Linked DNA regions of Oryctolagus cuniculus: region 1 is linked to region 2. Evidence: chromatin contacts called from public Hi-C data. All regions are on one chromosome and are shown on one strand. Each heading gives the region's core, a stretch centred on a gene start, on an enhancer-like site or on the middle of the called end of the contact. The rest is flanking DNA. Distances are from core to core; before and after follow the strand shown.

What was found. Hi-C and Micro-C count contacts between places; a contact is called where the count stands out from the background.
Region 1: a contact with region 2 is called in a Hi-C map of embryonic fibroblasts, with 4 times the contacts expected there. The contact joins the promoter of CITED2 here to the enhancer-like site in region 2. A contact is called at or near these places in 3 of 6 Hi-C or Micro-C datasets (embryonic fibroblasts, skin fibroblasts and an unstated tissue).

What each region holds. Positions count from the first base shown.
Region 1 is chr5:29,482,776-29,488,227 of mOryCun1.1, reverse strand. It overlaps CITED2 (Cbp/p300 interacting transactivator with Glu/Asp rich carboxy-terminal domain 2), which reads right to left and starts at 3,783. Exons shown (of 2, transcript XM_017345399.3): 1 at 3,350-3,783; 2 at 1,129-2,915. The coding sequence starts at 2,907. The coding sequence ends at 2,080.
Region 2 is chr5:29,110,128-29,115,285 of mOryCun1.1, reverse strand. All of the region lies in intron 1 of LOC127492952 (a long non-coding RNA gene), which reads left to right. Among named protein-coding and RNA genes, the nearest start is that of CITED2, 370 kb to the left of the region's middle. Within about 2 kb of position 3,460, at least 2 of the 8 cell types and tissues checked have an H3K27ac peak or open chromatin away from gene starts, as enhancers often do.

The DNA.
Region 1 (5,452 bases), core at 2,534-5,033, 370 kb before region 2:
TTAACACTTGTGTATACCCACTTCTCCTGATTTATTATGAAAAGGGGACTGAAGATGGGAATCTGAGTCTAAATGAAAGGCTCTCTTAAAGCGTTATTTGTAGCTATGTCCTCACCCTACGCTTCTTTACCCCTTGAGTAGGTTAAATACAGAAGTCTGTATTTTTCTTGAATGTAGGTGTGTTGCTCTTACAAACCTGTCATGAAACATGAAAGGGAAAACAAACTAAAATTCCTTCTCTTTCCACCTGGGATAACTTGAGATTTTTAACAATATTACTTTTTCCTTAATTATATAAGGCAAAACCTGACACCCACTTAACGGTGGTTCTGCTCGCCTTGATGAACTCTTCTATATAAAATTAAAATGATCTTATCCTTATGTGCTTTGCACCCAGCCCATGCAACCCAAGAATCTCAGAATTCTGGAAAACAGGGCATGCCTTGCAGGGAACATCTTGTGAAGATTGTAATTTGACCTTTAAATCAACCTCAGCTTGGCTAAGCAAATTTTAAATATTATAGGAAAACAAAATAGACCGCCTCCAGGTGGAACTCCACCCCCTCTTTGCCTTAGAACTGAAAACCAGTCAGAAGCTATTTCAGAGATTAAGCTAGAAAATGTGTGCCTATCCTTAGCACTTTTGCTGAGAAATAAAATTCGTCACTGGAGATAAAGGTGGATTTATATTTAATGCCACCCCCATCCATCACTCAGTGTATTATTCCAGTTGAATCAGGTGTAACTAGAAACACTTGATTGCCCCTCCCCCTCCCACCCAGTGAAAGAGAGACTGTTTAGTATTGCAAACCTTTCCAACTCTGGAGTACACTTGGATGTGATGGCAATTAAGGGGGAAAAAAGCACTTTGACAACTTTGCAGCTTTTGATTAAACCACACCAAGAGGCATGTTTCAATGATAACAATGAAGCATTATGCCAATTATGTTAAATCCTGCTCTCCGCTTAAGCTCATCATGACCTGTTTCAGTGTCCTGTAATTTATCCTTTGGAATGCTTACTCTCATCAATACAGTGTTCAACTTAAAGACAGGAAAGAAGGAAAAAAAAAAAAAGCCACCAAAGGGAACTACTCCCCCTCCCCCGAAATGACTTCTAGCAAACAAGTATTTCTTAACTTTTTATTGACATTGGCAAATTAAAATAGAATAAATTAACAAGTATTTTTTCAAAAAAATGTTTTGTACAAAAATACTGTCAAAATTTCCTAAAAAGCTTTCAACACAGTAGTATCTTTTCATGTACTGAATATAACTATTAGCACAGTGTCAAAAATGTTGAAGACAGAAACAAAATAAAAATCTGTGAAATGTTTGCCACTGACGACATTCCACACCCTATTATTTTCTGTACATACAGGGGAGAGGGGACAGCCAACTTGAAAGTGAACAGTATGACTTTTCCTGATCCAGAACGGTTTGGCCCACATCTGTTTAATCTTCCAGTTTAGCATATTTTAAAAATTAGTCTGTACTCAAATGCATAGTTAAAAAAATGAAGCGAGATGGCAGAGTTTGTGCAGTAACATCTGCCCTTCAAAGTTCATGCAACCAACTAATGCAATTTTTCCTTTCACTCGAAATCTGAATGCATTTCAGTCATTTGAAACCATCTACAAAATCCACAAGATTAAGCAGTTTGCCAAGATTAATATCTAAACAGTTGAGCACTGGAGAAAGTGAAGAAATAAGGAGTAAAAACAAACAACGAAAAAGACCAAGTTAGCTAGGGATTTCAACTACATAAGGGAGGCTGAATGTCAAGGCTACAAAAACGAAACAAAAACAGAAAAAAAAAAGTGGCAGCAATTTTTTTTTTAAAAAACCAATTTGTACAAGTTTATAGTTTACTTTGTTTCCAGGTTCTCAAACCTTTCAAGATCTGAAAAGTGAGATACTGTGTCTAAGGGAATGGGGTTTTTTTTGTTTGTTTTTTTGTTTTGTTTTGCTTTTTTTTGTTTGTTTTCTTTTAATTCACACCGATAGTTGGGGGGTTGATTTCTTTCGCAGGGGTGTGTGTGGGGGTGGTGTCCCCCGCCCCCCCCCCCTCCCGCTCGAGTCAACAGCTTACTCTGCTGGGCTGCTGTTTGCACACGAAGTCCGTCATGAAATCAAACTCGTTCTGCCCCAGCCAGAGTTCGGGCAGCTCCTTGATGCGGTCCAAACCCATTTCTATCACTAAGGACATAAGCACTTCCTCGTCGATGAAATCAGTGTCTATGACATTGGGCGGCAGCATTGCCGCGGGGACGTGGGCCACGGAGGCGGGCATGTTGCTGCCGCCGCCGCCGCCGCCGCTGCTGCCGCCGCTGCCGCTGCCGCCCGCGCCGCCGCCCGAGGTGCCGCCCGAGCCGCCGGCGCTGCCGCTGCCGCCCGCGCCGCCCGCGCCCGCGCTGCCGCCGCTGTGCTTGGGGTTGCAATCTCGGAAGTGCTGGTTCGTCCCGTTCATCTGGTGGCCTGCAGCAGGGTGCAAGTCCGGCATGTAGTGGTTGTGCGGGTAGGGGTGATGGTTGAAATACTGGTTGTTGAGCTTCTGCAGCTGCATGCTGGCCGGCAGGGAGCCTCCCTGGCTGGCCACCGGGGGGCCCATGAACTGGGAGTTGTTAAACCTGGCCGCCGGGGCCAGCGCGCTCGGGGGGTGCCCTCCGTTCACAGTCCCTGGCCCCATGGCGTGCCTGATGCCGCTCGTGGCGTTCATGGTGCCCGCGCCGTAGTGTATGTGCTCGCCCATGAGGGCGTTGAAGGCGTGCTGGGGCTGCTGCTGCTGCTGGTGGTGATGGGGGCTCGGGAACTGCCCCATGCCCATGCGATGGGCAGGGTGGTGGTGCAGCCCGTTGGTGCCGTCGGGGAAGCGCCCGTGGTTCATGGCCATCATATGGTCTGCCATGTCCAGTCCTGAAAGGGAAAAGGGCCGGCGGGTGAGACCTGCGCCACACGTGTCGCCCACCACGGCGCGCCCCGCTTCGCCTGCGAGCCGCCGCCCCCGGGGCCCCCACGAGTAGCCGATCGGTGCACCCGGGCTCCGGCGCCCTCTGCGGACCTGCCACCCTCGGCAGAGCCCGGCGCTGCGCAAACGGCTCCTCCCGCTGCGGCCGGGCCGGGGGGCCCCCCGAGCCCCCACCGCCCTCTGCCCCCCGAAGTGGCCGAATAAAGGAAGTGCCCCGCAGCCCTGCCGCCAACTTCGGGCTCGAAAGCAGTCCTCGCCGTCCTGTTGTTGCACATCCTGTTGTTATTCCCCAGCTCCGCCTCGCGCTCTTCCTCCGGGCAAACCCTGCCCTCGGAGGCCGGCGCTGGCAGGAGCCCCAGCCCGCTCCGCCCGCCGCGCTCACCTTCCGTCTCTGCGATTTCTGCTCCGAACACCGAGGGCGGGATCGCGCGGTCCAGGACCGGCTCAGCAGCACATAGAGGGGAGCTCCCGGGCGTGCGGGGCGCTCGCTGCTCGCGGAGTGGGGCGCCGAGGTTCCGCCGCGGCCGCTGGGGCAGACTCGGAGCCGTTCCCTTTTATTTCCCCCTGCGCTGCCCTCACAGCTCGGCAGGACCGCCCGGCAGCTGCCAACAATGAGCTGTGTTTCTTCGGGCTTTGGCCACAGTTAATATAAGGGATTCAGGAAGGGCGGAGCGAGAGCCTCCGGGGGGCAGCGGGAAGACGCGGGCGCTGGATTCCCGGGCACCCTGGACCGGGTCCGGCCGCACGTGCGCAGAGGCTACCGGCCCAGGCGCCGCCCCGCCGGCCGGGGAGGGGAAAAAAAAAAAAAAAAAAAAGCCTCCCTAGCTCCCCGGCCCTAGTGGAGGCAGCGCCTCCTCGGAGAACACATCGCCCTTCTCGGGGCGGATCTGCCCATCCCCGGGCTTCCCACCCCGCTCACCGAAGCGACCCGGCCTATCCTGCACGGGAAGGGGGGCTCGCTCCGCGCCCCTGCTCTGCCCCCCGCCCTCCCCCAAGCGGCCCTTCTCCAAGGGTTCCCAAGAATGGCCGTGCTTCCCCGACTTGGCTTTTAAAGCCCCCGGCAGATAATGCCCTGTCCGAGCGCGCGCTTTCCCGGGCCGCGCCTTTCTGTTTTCAGAGAGGGCAGTTAGTTTTAATCTGCGTGTAGGTAAATCCCCCACCCCGACGACCCCCGCCTCCCCACCCCCCAACTCCTTTCAAGGGCGAGCGGCCCGCGGGCGGGGAGCCGCAGAGGCTGCAGGTGGAGCGAGCGCGCTCGCGGGCTTGGCAGTCCCAGCTCCCGCGCCGGGAGTCCGGGCCGCGCTTTGGAGCCTGCTCTCCGCTCCTGGGATACGTGTGCTTCTGCTAAGTTTGCGTTTGCAGCTCTTGGTAGCTTTGGCATCCGAGCTGAGGCGTCTCTGCTCTGTAAACAAACTCAGCGATCCTAGTCCCCAGATCCACCTTTTTGCACATACACAGTTCCTCGCTTCTGCTGTTGCCCTTGATCCGGGAGGTGGGGTGTTTGTGTGTGTGTGTGTGTGTGTGTGTGTGTGCAAACTCGCACAAGCTTCCCTCCGGGCTCTGCCTGACGGTTTAGGGTTGATTTAGGAGAAGACTGGTTTGTAATTAAGAAATTCGAGGGCCGAGTAAGACTGCTGTTGCTGGAAGAGGCAAACGAAGAGATACCACTACGGCCATGGCTTTGCACATCAAGTGGTTCTGGGGTGGACGCGTAGCGGCACGTCCCGTACGGCCCCCTGCGCGCGCACACCGCCGGCGCGCCTGCTTTCCCTCGGAATTGTGCAGTGGGGCAATAAGCGAGAATAACAACCCAGCTTCCAGAACGCGGCACCGCGCGCCCCATCGCCCACTGGGCTCGCTGACTTGCAAATAAAACCCCCGCGGCCGGTCGGGGCGCCTGCCCAGCCGCAGGCGCTCTCGCTTTCCCGACGGGGAGGACGAGCCGTCTCCCCGGCACCGGAGTGAGGCCGCTCCCAGCGCCGGTGCTGCTCTTTACGCTGTGAAATCGAGTTTAGCGCTCCGAATAAGGACTGGAGTACGAGTTGTTTCTCCACAAGTCAATAGCCATCGAAGACTTCCTGCTGCGAAAGCCAGCCCCCTCCCCCTCTCCTCGCCTCCCCTCCCTTCTCACTAGACTTTTTTAAGGCCCTATTTCTTGAGGTCTTGAAATTCGGAAACATTTCCCCGTTCAGGCATTTGTGAGACCCAGTCCTGATTATTTGCATCTATTAACTTCCTCTGTCTTTCTCTAGTCATTGAAAAAAAAAAGTTGTTACTTTCTGTCTTCCTCTTTTTCCTCTTCCAGGGTCCCCAGCGTTTATAACCGTGCATGCAAATATTTTTTAAAACTAAAAAAATATTTATTGTTTGGGGACAAGGACACAAGACTTGTTGTATCGCTAGTTGCAACACTCCTCATTTCGTTCCACCCTGCTCCCAACACCTTTACCTGTGGGTCATGAACATGCAGTAACAGAACCAGAGG
Region 2 (5,158 bases), core at 2,211-4,710:
TTTTATATAAATTATATAAATTAATTTTTTAGAAAATTAAAAATAAAAAAGGTATGGAGGGGCTGGCACTGTGGCGTAGTAGGTAAAACCACTGCCTTCAGTGCTGGCATACCATATGGATGCCGGTTCCAGTCCCAGCTGCTCCATTTCTGATCCAGCTAGAAGCAGTAGAAGACGGCCCAAGTCCTTGGGCCCCTGGGCCAACATGGGAGACCCCAAAGACGCTCCTGGCTCCTGGCTTCGGATCAGCACAGTTCTGGCCATTGTGGCCAGTTGGGGAGTGAACCAACGAATAGAAGACCTCTTTTTTTTTTTTTTCTCTCTCTCTCTCCTTCTCTTTCTGTGTAACTCTGACTTTCAAATAAATAAATAAATGGTATAGAATCAACCTAGATGTCCAAAAAAGTACGAATGGAAAATAATATATGGTATATCTACATGATAGAATATTACTCAGCCATAAAAATATTGAAATGCTGACAGTTGCAACAAAATGAATAGAATTGGAGAAAATGTAATCATGCTAAAAGGCATAAACCAGACATGGCAAGACAAATACCACATGTTTTCTCTCATGTGTGGAAGTTTATGTGTGATGCCATATATTTGGTACAAAGATATTTATAAATATATTCACTAAGTTATACCCCTAACATAATAATATACCCTTATTTCCTTATTCTATGGTCTTGGTCATGAATTCCACCTTATGTGATAGCATTATGTCCCTCCTAGCTTTCAAAAATAGTATGTAGTTGTGTGTATGTATAATGTTTACATATAAAGCAAATATGGCAAAATATTAAAATTATTAAATATAAAATGTAAAATATATCCTTTGGTCAAAAAAAAAGTTAAGGTTATGACAACTGTGTACCTTTAACAAAAAGTCTTAAAGAGTAATTTTCTTCGCTGATATGGATACTGGGTGACAGAACTCTCCAAATATATTATTCCCTCCTGATTCTCTGAAGTTCTGGTGGAGGTTGAAAATGAGACTGTCTGCTTTCATGGATGGGCCTGTTGGGGGAGGGATTGATACTTTCTCATGAAAATGTAGTAACTTGGGGCTCTTTCTGTGGTGTAGTGGGTAAAGCTGCCACCTGCAGTGCCGGCATCCCGTATGGTCACTGGTTTGAGACTTGGCTGCTCTGCTTTCCATCCAGCTCCCTGGTATGGTCTGGGAAAGCAGCGGAAGATGGCCCAAATCCTTGGGTCCCTGCACCCACCTGAAAGACCTGGCTCCTGGCTTTGGATTGGCACAACTCTGGCCATTGAGGCCACTTGGGGAGTGAACCAACAGATGGAAGACCTCTCTCTCTCTCTCTCTGCCTCTCCTTCTTTCTCTGTGTAACTCTGACTTTCAAATAAATAAATAAATCTTTAAAAAAAGAAAAAGAAAATGTAGTAACTTGTCAAGGACCCTGCTAGAATGCTCTCCATAGCTTAACTGTTTACTGCTTTTGACAACGGACATCTTAACTTTTTTCATTCTCTAATTAGAACAATTGGCATCCTGACATACACACAACCATATACTGGTGTAGTGATGACAACCATTATGAGTCGCCAACCATTCTTTTGTGACTCCTCCCATCAAAAGCACTCAGTGACTCCCAGTGGCATTCCTAGCATTTTTGACACATTGAATGGATCATTTTCATAACACCTAGACCCTCGGTGTAATTGAATTAGTCACTTGTAGTAATTGGTGATAAACATATGTTTAATTCAGTTTTTAAACAATAAATAAGGGGATCATTTTGATTTTAAAGTTTACTCATAAATTATTCCACATGTAGACTTATAAAATTTAAAAATTTCTCTTATGAAATCAAATTTCAATTTAACACTTTAAAATTTGCTCATCAAAACTTTTACACTTGCATTTTGCTTAAACAAAAATAAAACCTTCAAGTGATCATTTAGTAACTCAAATTTTGTTTTTGATGTACAATCTCAGTTATGTCTGCCCAAAGCAAGCACAGGATTCCCCATTTACTCTCTCTCTCTCTTTAAGATTTATTTATTTATTTGAAAGGCAGAGTAACAAAGAGACAGAGAGAGAAAGATCTTCCATCCACTGGTTCATTGTATAACTGACTGCAATGGCCAGAGCTGGGCTGATCTGAAGCAAGGAGCCAGGAGCTTCTTCCAGGTCTTCCATGAGGGTACACTGGCCCATCTTCCACCGCTTTCTCAGGCCTCGGGGGGGGGGGGGCAGCGGAGACTTGAACCAGTGCCCATATGGCATGCTGGCACTGCTTACGGCAGCTTTACCCGCAGCACCACAGCTCTGGCCTCTCCCATTTACCCTTGAAAGTCTTTAGTTGAATGTTGGTATATTGAGGGTCAGTTCTATGGCTGGGAGTTCACTGAATTAACTTCCATGGAGCAAACAATATTTAGTAAAGGATAAAATAAAAAAAAATTATAAAATGCTCATTCATCATTTTATTATTTATAATCATGGCCAGAAGATGATGATTAGGATCAAGATGTGTGGGTTTCATCTTAGCTTTAAGATTCTCTATATACAGGGTTCCCTGTTAATGTGTTTACCCACTACTAGCACCCCTATTCTTGGTCAGCCACTGTTGGCTGCCCAGTGTTTATATGACTGAGTACAACGTGAGAACCCTCAACAAAGTTCTCCAGAGTGAGGCCACAAACTTTCTTGGGCTACTCCTTCACAATTCAGTGTCACAAACACACACAGCACCTCCACACACTTAAAGAAGAAACTTAAATTACTTGTGTATGTGATCAGTGTAAGTGAACACAGTGTGTGTGTGAAGAGCAAGGGGGATTTTACAACGAGTATTTTGAGCATTTGAACTTTCTCCTAGCAGCCTTTGAATTACGTGACTCTGGCAGGTTATGGAGCGTTGTTGAGGACTTCTCCTCAAACATAGGATGACACAGATTACTTAGCAGTTACTGCTGGATGAAATGAAAACACACAGCACGTACGTGAGATGATCTCTCATATTACATATCTGGCACTTATCTACCCTTGTTGAATTTTGAGTAGTCAACACTTTTGTTCAATGTTGGCCTGCTTGGAAGCAGACCATTGAACTGAATTCATACGTATGCTACAAAGGCCATATAATATAGGCTACAGCTTGAACCCTTTCAGTTGAGCAGTGTCGTGTTGTAGAAAATGTAGGATATGTCTCACTTGGTTTCAGTTCCTCTTCTTCAGTTGTCCAGACCTCTCTCGCTTCGAAAAAAAAACATTGCGACAAAACAAAGAGGCAGCAGACACGTAAGTGGGAGAATGGTAGCTGACCACACCAGAACCTAGACGGGCTGTGTACTTCACCTTCAGGACTGTCTTAGCATTTTGAGCAGCTCAGAGGTCAGGAATGCTGTTGTCATCAGGGGTAGAGCTGTGTCCCGAATAAATACCAAGTTAGGAGGAAGATGACTCAGAGCTGCCTAAACCTCATACTCCTTCGATATTTTAAGCAACAGAGTGGTAAGCAGCTGTTAGATATCTACTTCTTTGTTCAGGCCAAGCAAAGTTCCATTTGGAAAGAAAACGGTCATGATTCCCAGACCATTTTAAACTCTTTCTTCTTAGAATTGTTAACTGCACGCATAACCTGCCCCATGGTCTCATCTCATTTTCTAGTTATTTTCTGTTCCCCCAAGTGGATTTTATTTTATTTTTTTTGTGGAAAGAGTACATATCTTGTATTCCTGTTACAGTTTATCCAAACTCACAGATGTCTTGGGCCTGTAATAGGTGGTGAATACAAACACTAATTTCATTTATGTGGAATATTAAAATGAACAACTTACTTTTATATCCATTCCTTTGAACTTCACCACAACCTCATTAAGTAATTATCATCTTTATCTTATAGGCCAGAGACTAAGGTTCAGAGAGATTAAGTACACTGGCAAACAGGCTTGTACAGCTAGCAATTAGTATAGCCTGTGCTTATTTATGAACAAGCAGTGTAAACATATAGCTCTAAATAGATCCCGTCTTAAACGCACCTTGATTATTGGGAGCTTAATTGAAGGACTTTAAAAATATATTGAACATTATTGGACCACTGTCTCCCTACCTTTTGTCTCTGGCTCTGAAAGTAGTTAGAAAACCATTTTGTAATTTGCAAAGATGTAGACCTAGAATTTAATTATTATAGTTGTTCCCAGAAAAGATTATGTATATATAAAAAAAAGAAATGGTGCAGGAAAATACTAAGTGATAAGCCATACATTTGTTTATATTTTAGTTAATATGCTTTTAGAGGATTTTTAGACAATCTCAGTGTTTGCAGGCATTATTATTCATTTTAAAGATAACGAAGGGTATGTGAGGGGCTCTGTGGTTAAGAAGTGCAAAAATGGCGTAAATAATTTAAGGTGGTAGATTCATTTTATTGAGTCAACAGGTATTTTTGGAGCACTGACATTTTCTTTCATGGCTGGAGAATGGTTTTGAACACATGTTGACATTCCAGGAGGTCAGAGTCTCTGTGAGTTCAATCAAAATAACCAGTTTATATGCTAAGATGAGTCAGAGAGCTACTGGAGAAAAAGCTGCTTTGCCTTTTCATTTTAGTCTCGTGCTGCAAATGGACAGTGACTCTAAAATTGATGGAAGACACTTGCCTCAATTATTATGTTATGATTCAGAGATTCCTCTATAGAACATAATTGACTATGTTGGCTTCCTCTTCCAGTTATTGCTAGTCTGGAATAAACAAACATCCTATTTATATAAACAATGCACTAATTTGAGCAAGTTAAATGTTAAAACCTATTAAGATGGAAAAAGAAGACATGTTTTGGTACAGATAAATACAAGCACAACTATTTGTCTTTGTGAGATTATTGATTAGGATGTGCAAATATTTTATGTTGCTTGCATAATTGATGTTCTCAGTAAATTACTACACCTTTTACTTCATTCACAAGAATGCAAAGGGTTAACTGTCAATGGCTATTTGGGGAAGTTAGCTTAATGGATCACCAAAGTAGAGGAAGGGGGTGGGTAGGAGAGTGCTCTGGAGATGGTTAATGTAAGTACAAAGAAATCTCTATTTCTGTCTCCTGATTTAATCCCTCCATCCCACTCAACATGTACTAATCTGGAAGAGATCACTGTGCTTTCTCGTTAAAAATAATGCATGGACAT